Linked DNA regions of Gossypium hirsutum: region 2 is linked to region 1. The links are chromatin contacts, called in public Hi-C maps. All regions are on one chromosome and are shown on one strand. The core of a region is the stretch at or near the end of the contact, and the rest is flanking DNA. Distances in the headings are between cores, read along the strand shown.

Evidence for each region. Hi-C and Micro-C count contacts between places; a contact is called where the count stands out from the background.
Region 2: a contact with region 1 is called in a Hi-C map of leaf, with 4 times the contacts expected there. The contact joins the promoter of LOC107955625 here to the promoter of LOC107955620 in region 1. A contact is called at or near these places in 7 of 34 Hi-C or Micro-C datasets (callus, fibers and leaf).

The regions. Positions count from the first base shown.
Region 1 is chrA07:67,537,659-67,541,961 of Gossypium_hirsutum_v2.1, forward strand. LOC107955620 (phosphoserine aminotransferase 2, chloroplastic) reads right to left here and starts at 1,866. Exons shown (of 1, transcript XM_016891418.2): 1 at 1-1,866. The coding sequence starts at 1,468. The coding sequence ends at 206. It overlaps LOC107955619, which reads right to left. Exons shown (of 14, transcript XM_016891416.2): 12 at 4,167-4,228; 13 at 3,479-3,791; 14 at 2,177-3,236. The coding sequence ends at 2,463.
Region 2 is chrA07:67,669,443-67,673,745 of Gossypium_hirsutum_v2.1, forward strand. LOC107955625 (cancer-related nucleoside-triphosphatase) reads left to right here and starts at 1,896. Exons shown (of 6, transcript XM_041117959.1): 1 at 1,896-2,186; 2 at 2,297-2,560; 3 at 2,801-2,957; 4 at 3,178-3,273; 5 at 3,803-3,889; 6 at 4,200-4,303. The coding sequence starts at 2,094. The coding sequence ends at 3,858.

The sequences.
Region 1 (4,303 bases), core at 616-3,115:
AAGAATCAGAACAGGAAATGAAACTAGCAAATCATGTCTAATACAAAAATCTTGCTTAACTTCCCCTGTTTGGAACTTTCAGATAGCATGCAATTTATCACCAATAGTACTTAAAACCTACCCGACATAAAACCGTAGCAAAAATATAAAAGAGTGAACACAAACAGAAGAGAACAACCGCACTTTATATAGGAAGAGACATGAATCAAGCATGCTTTGCCTGGAAATCCTTCATGAAAGCAACCAACTTCTCAACTCCAGCCAAAGGCATAGCATTATAAATGGAAGCTCGCATGCCTCCCACCGACCTATGTCCCTTGAGCTGCACCATCTTCTCCTTCTCGGCTTCCTTTAAAAACTCAGCCTCCAACTCTGACTTCTCCAATGTGAATGGAACATTCATCATTGACCTTACAGATTTCTCAACAGGGCACCTGTAGAATCCTTTGCTTTCATCGATGGCATTGTACAATATACCAGCTTTCTTGTGGTTCTTCTTCTCAACCTCTTCCAGTCCTCCCTGCTTCAAAAGGTCTTCAAACACCAGCCCGCACATATAAATCCCATAACATGGAGGTGTGTTGTACAAAGAGTTGTTGTCGGCGTGGATCTTGTAATCAAGCATCACAGGGGTAATCTCTTGTGCATTTCCTAGAAGATCCTTCCTCACGATCACGATGCAAACCCCGGATGGCCCCACATTCTTCTGCGCACCAGCATAAATCAACCCAAACTTGGTTACATCAACAGGTTTGGAACAAAAATTGGAAGACATATCAGCAACAAGAACCCCATTTGGATTGCAGGGAACTGGGTAGTCCTTGAACTCAACCCCGTAAATGGTCTCATTGGCGCATATATGCAAATACTTGGCATTCGGGTTCAGTTCTAAACCATCGAACGAGGGAACCCTGACGTAATTCTCCGATTTCCCACTCCAAATGACTTTGGGGTTGCAGTATTTCTTAGCTTCTATGAAAGCCTTGTCTCCCCAAGATCCAGTAACAAGATAATCAACGGAGTCACCTGGGGCACAGAGATTCAAAGGGACAGCAGCGAACTGGGTGGTGGCTCCACCTTGGAGGAATAAAACGGCGTAGTTTTCAGGGATGTTGAGAAGGGAACGGAGATCGGCCTCGGCTTTTTCGATAATAGAACGGAAATCCTTACCACGGTGACTCATTTCCATAACGCTCATGCCAGATCCGTGCCAGTTGTAAAGCTCGGATTGGGCTTTGAGGAGAACGTTCTCGGGTAAGGTGGCAGGACCGGCGGCGAAGTTAAAGACCCGATCTTGAGATTGGGATTGGACGGAGAGGCGATCTTGGGTAGTTGCGGAACAAGAGATGCAGAAGCGCTTGGCAGAGGTTTGACAAGGAATGGTGGAGATGGGTTTGAGAAAGACATGAGTTTGATGGGTCTTTTGAAGGAGAGGAGCGTTAGGGGCATTTAGAGATGTTGCTGCCATGGATGTAACTAAGATTTCAGAGAGCGTAGTAAAATGTAGGGGTTGAGGGAGGGGAGTTTGTTTGGTGGGAAGAAGTAAAAGCAAAAGGGAGTCTTTTATAATGGAAGTGTTTGATATTTTTCGATTGGCTCCATCACTTCCAAGGGACTGCAAAGGAGATGGACAGGTGCCTTTGCGGCTGTTGCCTACTTGCTTTCTCACTCTCTCAGGGTTGGTGAGAAGTCGACAAACACAACGTCGTCGTTTTAGAATTTTCTTAGGAGTTCAATTTTGTCTTGGCCTCGTTGGGAGTTGTTGTAGTATTATTTTTATTTACCCTTTTTTTTTGTCGTATTTTGCTAAATACATAATAAACAGAAATGGGAAAGTGTCATTGAAATAGTAAAATTACTAATTCTAATATAACATAAAAGGAATGGAGCTTCTTTTCTTCATATAATGTCGTGAGCGACGGCTGCATATTTTGAATTAGTGTAATTTTAAAGGGACTTGGGCAACAAGACATACATCGGGATGCTAGGGTAGGGGCAGCTTGCAAAAGTGCACGAACCTGGCTCATGCCAGACCCAAACTAAGTCGGAATTACAAAAGAAAAAGGAATTCTTTTCACAGATGAAATGAAATGAAAATCAGAAGAGACTTAAAAAAGACGACTCAAATCATAAATCATAATAACAAAATGAGATCTTGACCCTAAAAATAGTGAAATATTCTAATTCTAACACAACCCATTTATTATTCACTGCGACTTGAATGAAACCAAGAACAACAGTTTGGAATTGGGTCGAGTAATATTCATCATCAGAATGGAAAGAACGTTAACAATACAAAACACGCTAGTGTTTAATTGATATAAAGCACATTAACCACAAAACTGTCAAATTTTTGTTAAGAAATGTGTAATCCCACCATATCCAATTACCAACCTCTCCTCTATCTATCACTTTTATCACAACTTTGGTACATGACTTGCGCTGTTGGAAAAGAGAATGCGTCACCTGAAGAGACTAGAAAGTGAACTTACACCGCTTCTCTCCTCTCCTGCTCTTCCTTTATGTTCTTCTGTTCTTTCCATCACCTCCTCCTTCCCCAACACTTTTTCCAAATTATCCATCTCATCCTCCTCCCTCAAATTTAATTCCCTAACTACCCTTTGCTGCTTCTTGCTTACTGTATGTAGTGCAATATGTTCTTTCGACTTCTCTACTGCCTTCGTATGCTTCTTAGGTTTCTTTTCCTTATCCTTCTTGCTTTTCTCTTCCTTCTCTGATATTTTCCCTTGCATCGAGTTTGTCTTATTTTCAGATAATTTGCATGTCTTCACAAACTCCTGGTGCTTCTCAGCCAAATCGTTAAGCTCATCTTTAGTAACCATTTCCTGGTTCTTTATAGCAGTATCATCGTCAACCAATTTTTGCTTCTTCAACATCCCTCTGTTGCCATCAGGAATAAATGATGATGGGGCATGTTTTTTAACCTTCTTCGCTGGAATTTCATTATTGGACAAAATTTCCTCAGTCGCCTTTGGTTGGAGGTCTTTCTCATCATTGCCTATCTCTGTTGCATCTCCACTGGGACCAGCCTTCATTGTTTCTAAAATAATTTTGCCAAGCACAAATCTTGTCTCACATGGATCCCCTATCCCAAGCAAGTGGAAATTTATCTCAGGGCTCATTCTCCCTCTTCCATTTATGAAAGATCTAATATCTTCTACCATCAGGTCAAACAATTTAGCAGTATTCTTTGCAGTTATCTTTGGTACAAATACCTGAAAAAAAGATAAAACTAATTTACTAACAAAAGATACATACACATATACGTTCATGTACCAGAACGATGCCAATATTTTTAGTAAGAAACCAAAACAGTCCATTCTCAAGCAAATCAAGGTAAGACATAGGGGCACTTCTGATGGCAGCTTAATTAACCAACAGTATGGAAAACATAGACACCTCTCTCTGATAAGAAACGCTAAAAAGTTCAAATGGAGTAGATGTCACAGGCACTTACCAAACCAGAGCAAGGAGAAAATGGATATCTGGAGATTGATTCAAATAGATTGCTAGTCTCTGTTAAGACCCCAACAGAATCTTGCACCAGAGATGCAAACTGAGCAACTTCTTTGGCAAGGTCTTCATCTGATTTAGTTTCTGAAAATTCTGAGATTTCAGGAACAAATTTAACTTCCAGTTTAGTATATTCTCTTGCAAATTCAACACCTTCCTTCCAGTTTCCATGACATAGAACAGAAGCAAAGGTCCAGATAACAAGAGCATCTTGAGGGTTGTTTACCAATGCCAGATGAAACATCAACAATCCAACCCTGTTCTATGCAGGAAAAAAAATGATCAGTAGGCATATCACAGATACTGAAATACATAATAAGATGTAAATCCACTTGATACCATCAACCAGGTACTTGAATTTATATATTATGATAAATTCCTCTTAATATGAACCATCATACGCAGTGCAAAATAATTTCCAGACATATATGCTCATTCTTCTCAGCAATAATATAGTCAGCCCAATCTGCAGAGAGGTTTAAAAAGAGATTGCCAAACTTTCTAGTAAACTAAAAGGAAAGTCTAACTGCTCTTTACAATAGCCAAGTTTTTCTTGATAATGATAACAATAAAGCTTAAGTCTTATGATATTCTATGCTTGAGAAGAAAAACAAAGAGAGACAAGTACTCACCATATACTGCTATCGGCGGGATGATCACAAGAAACCAACTTATCCAAATTGAAGAACAATTTCTGAAGAAAAAGACAAAAGACAGATTCAGGAGGTCAAAACATCAAGCCTAAATTTTTGTGCGTTGAAGACCTTAT
Region 2 (4,303 bases), core at 646-3,145, 130 kb after region 1:
ACTCAACTTTTTGAAATTAATTGTTTTAGTCACTCTCCCCATTAGATGAGTAACGGAAAGCTGATGTAGGCCTTTTTTATTGGTCAAATAACAAATTTAATTCTCCAATATTTACACATTCTATCAATTTGATCTTAAATATAAAAATTAAACAAATTTAGCATCAATGTTTACAAAATTTGTCATTTTAATTCTAATTCTAAAAAAAACTCAATAAATTTAGCAATCAACGTTTACAAAATTTATCAATTTAATTCTAATTCTAAAAATTTCAAAAAAAAAAAAAGAAGAAGAGAAAAACTAATTTTTTTAATATTCCTTGTCATACCTCAAAAACACGCTAAATAAAAAAGAGTATTTAACATAATTTATATTGTGCTCTTTTAGACTAATATTACCTTCTTAAATATAGTAAAAAATCAAGTTGACTTAAATCTAACTATCTAAGTGTCATATTTTATATTAATTCATATTATTTAATTAAATTCCTCAAAAAAAAATAACAATTTTTAAAACTATTACAAAATTATTATTTTGGATTTTTCCTTATTTTAATAATATATGGAGGCCTAATATTTAAGTAGAGAAAACAATACAATGATAAATCTTTCAAGAAATGAAAAACTTAGAAAAGTTTTTTTTCAAACTTGGACATGTCATCAGTAACTTCCAAACTTGGGTAGTCCAAGTACGTTGGTCAAACAACTAAAGTCCTAAAAAATTTAGTCGAGGAATTGAAAACCGAACTAAACTAAACTAAGGAAGATAACTGGTCGATTCCATGTTCTATGGGAAAGTCCAATTTCATCTCTCACGAATACTCCTCAATCTATTTAATGTTTATTTCTTTTAGAATCATTTTATATATGTTCTCTTTTTTTTGTATTTTTAATACATATATTTTGGTTTTTTATTTATAATCCATTTATACTTTTTAGACTTTAAAATGATTTTTATTATCCAAAAATAAAAATTTTAATATTTTCATGTTTTGAAATTTTTTAGAATTAAAATTAAATTGATCAATTTTGTAAATGTTGAGGATTAAATTTTTTGAATTTTTTAGATTTAGAATCAAATTAATAGAACGTGTAAACATTGGATGGCTAAATTTGTTATTAGGCTAATAAAAAAGCCCACATTAGCTTTTCGTCACTTATCAAATGACAACTGGGGAGCAACTAGAATATTTAATTTCAAAAAGTTGAGTGATTAAATTGAAAAAATTAATAATTGAGCAACCAAAAAATGATTAAAAGAATAATTGGGTGACTATTCTTGTAGTTTACCCTTACAAGTTACAAGAATGAGAATGTATTTCGGATTTTCGATTCAAATTAGAATTATCCATGGGCCGGGCCAGACCTTATCAAAATTTTATGCCCAAATTGATAGGCCTGGACTTGACTAGAAAAATGGGTTTAAATTTTTTTCTCAAGCTCAGACCAGATAAAAAATGCTAAAACTCGGGCCCAGCCCAGTCATATTAAATTTTTTTATTTTTTATATAAAATTTTAAAAATATATAATACACCAAATATACTAAAAATATTAAAATAAATATTTATAAATAAATTGAAAATAAATTTAAAAAATTATTTATAATTAAATAATACTATGATAAGTACAATTTAATAATCAAATACCTTTAAAATAATAATAAAATTAATAATAAAATAATAACAATATAATGGTGAAATGATAATAAAACAGTGGTAAAAAGTAAAAAAACAATATAAATTTTTTCATTACAAATTAGGATTGGGCAGGGTCGAGCTCAGGTCAAAACTTTACCTGAGGCTGGACCCATTTCTAAACCGACTTTTTTTTCTTTTTGCCTAACCTAGTTATTGGGATTATATTTCTGCCCAAAGGCCGTACTTGGTGCCCGGACATGAACAACTTTAATTCAAATAAATAAACGGAAGGAACGGAAAGATGGGGACTGATCAAACTCTAGAATTGCTGAGCGTGGCCTGGGCATTCGGCCGATGGACCGTGGCCCAACAAATTGATTAAAAAATTTACGAGTTAGTCCATGACTTGAACCAGAAACTGTTTTACTCCATTAGTATATACCAATAACAATAGCAATGGAGTTGGGTTCTGTATCTGCCGCTCACGGTTCCGTTGAGAGTGGGACGATGGCAGGTGTCGGAAAATGCATCCTCGTCACCGGCCCTCCTGTAAGTATTGCGATTGCTATTGCTTTTACCATTACTGAAAAATAAAAATTAAGAATTAGTTTCCATGTGGCAATCTTGAGAAATTTGAAATGGGATTATTAAATGTGCAGGGTGTGGGTAAAACCACTCTGATTATGAGAATATGCGAGAATCTGAAGCTCTCCAACCCCAGCATCAAGCTTCAGGGTTTCTACTCTCAAGAGATTAGACAGGGCGGTGAGAGGGTTGGGTTTGAAGTGGTCACCTTGGATGGTCGCAGAGCTCGCCTTGCCAGCTCCACTATTTCCAGCCCGGAATCTCGACAATGGCCTGCTGTTGGGAAATACAAAGTGGATATTGCATCGTTTGAATCATTGGTATTGCCTGAATTGAAGGTAACGTAAACTCTTCTTTCTGGATGCTTTGAGAGTTTTTATCATTTATGCCCCATACCCAAGAAATTTTATCATCTTTATAACACCAAATTAGAGCTGTAATTTGCTACTATTAGTTATAGGGTCTAATCAGTTGGATTAGGAACTTGCATTAACTGTTTAAGTTGAGCATGGCATGCTCATTTCATTTGTGTATATAAAGGTTATTGTTGAAGGCTATATTTGGCTATCTGTTAGCAGATCAGAGAAGATACTGGTCTCTTCATTGTTGATGAAGTTGGTAAAATGGAGTTGTTCAGTTCATACTTCTTTCCAGCCATTCTAAATATTCTTCAATCCAATATTCCTCTTCTCGCCACTGTCCCCATACCAAAATTTGGCAAAGATATACCTGCAGGTAAAATTTTCTCAAGGGGTTCATATTTTCTTTTGTTAAGTGAATGTAGTGATCGTGCAGATCCTTCGTTTTAATCAAGTTCCCACTTGGTTTAATTTGAAACCATGGAAGACCTGGGCTATTATTATTCTTTAAAGTATCTCCTAGACTTTGCTTCTGAAATGCAAATCCGTTTGCCCTTCATAACTAAATTTGCATGGCTGTGTGTGAATTTGTGCAGTTGTAAGGTTGAAGAATCATCCTGGTGCAGCCATTTTCACGTTGGATAAAAGCAACAGGGATGCGATGAAAGATAGAATCTACCCTCAGTTGGCGGGTATGCTTCTTAAACCTTAGATACTCGACGAGGCTATAGATTAAAACTTGTTGAATGATGAATCTGGTTCACCCTACGAGTGATGGATGGTATGTCATGTATTGCACTCCTGGTTTATCTTTGTTCACATTTTGTATATGCTTGCAGTGGCTTAAGGTATATTTTTCCTATCTGCTGATTTCTTTATATTTTGCGGTTCCCTATGGTCTCCTAGCTGTATCATAGAATATATTTTCAACCAGTTAGCCAATATATTTGATAACAATTTTGTAGTCTGAGAATGTGGCTGTAATGCATTTCAACACATTTTTAGTTGCTGTGTTCACCTTGGAAAATTGAAAGGAAACTGAGTAGATATACATTAATGCAAGTTTTAATTGTTTGTATGAATTAAAACAAATAAAATGCACCAATAAGAAGGGGGAATATGCTATATGGTAAATTTATTTGATGGTATGGCTTAATGCTATATTGTAAACTATGGGAATTTTTTTTTCATGCAATCTAACAATCTTTGCATGAATACAAGGAAGAAGTAGAGAAGCATACAAAAATGGTGCCTGCAACTTTCTCAAGGAATCTTGAAGCTTGCTTTCTGCCATTTTAGCCTAAACTGGTATGCATTCTGTCTAGGAAGAATTAGAGTATGTTCTAAAACAATATTATCACAAGTCATCTGTCTAAAATTCCCAGACCAATTTATTCCTGATGCTAGGAAAATGAACTAAAAAGCACATTTTGTGGTGTTTATCTATCATATAATCAAAGATCTATGGCATGACATATGACTAAAACTTCTTTAAATTTCTTTTTTGATCTTTACTCATTGGTGCTATTATTGAAGAAAGTAAATGCGAATTCATGAACTACTTCAAAGAATAGTTGAAGCCTATGAAGCTGAGTCATGGCCGTACTCATTGTGGCAGACTAACTAAATCAAACACATTCAGGATGCCTGCAGAAGAAAACCTGTATTTGTAATTCTACTTCATTCGATCAACAGCACTGGAGTTCTCATCTTGCTGCTCTT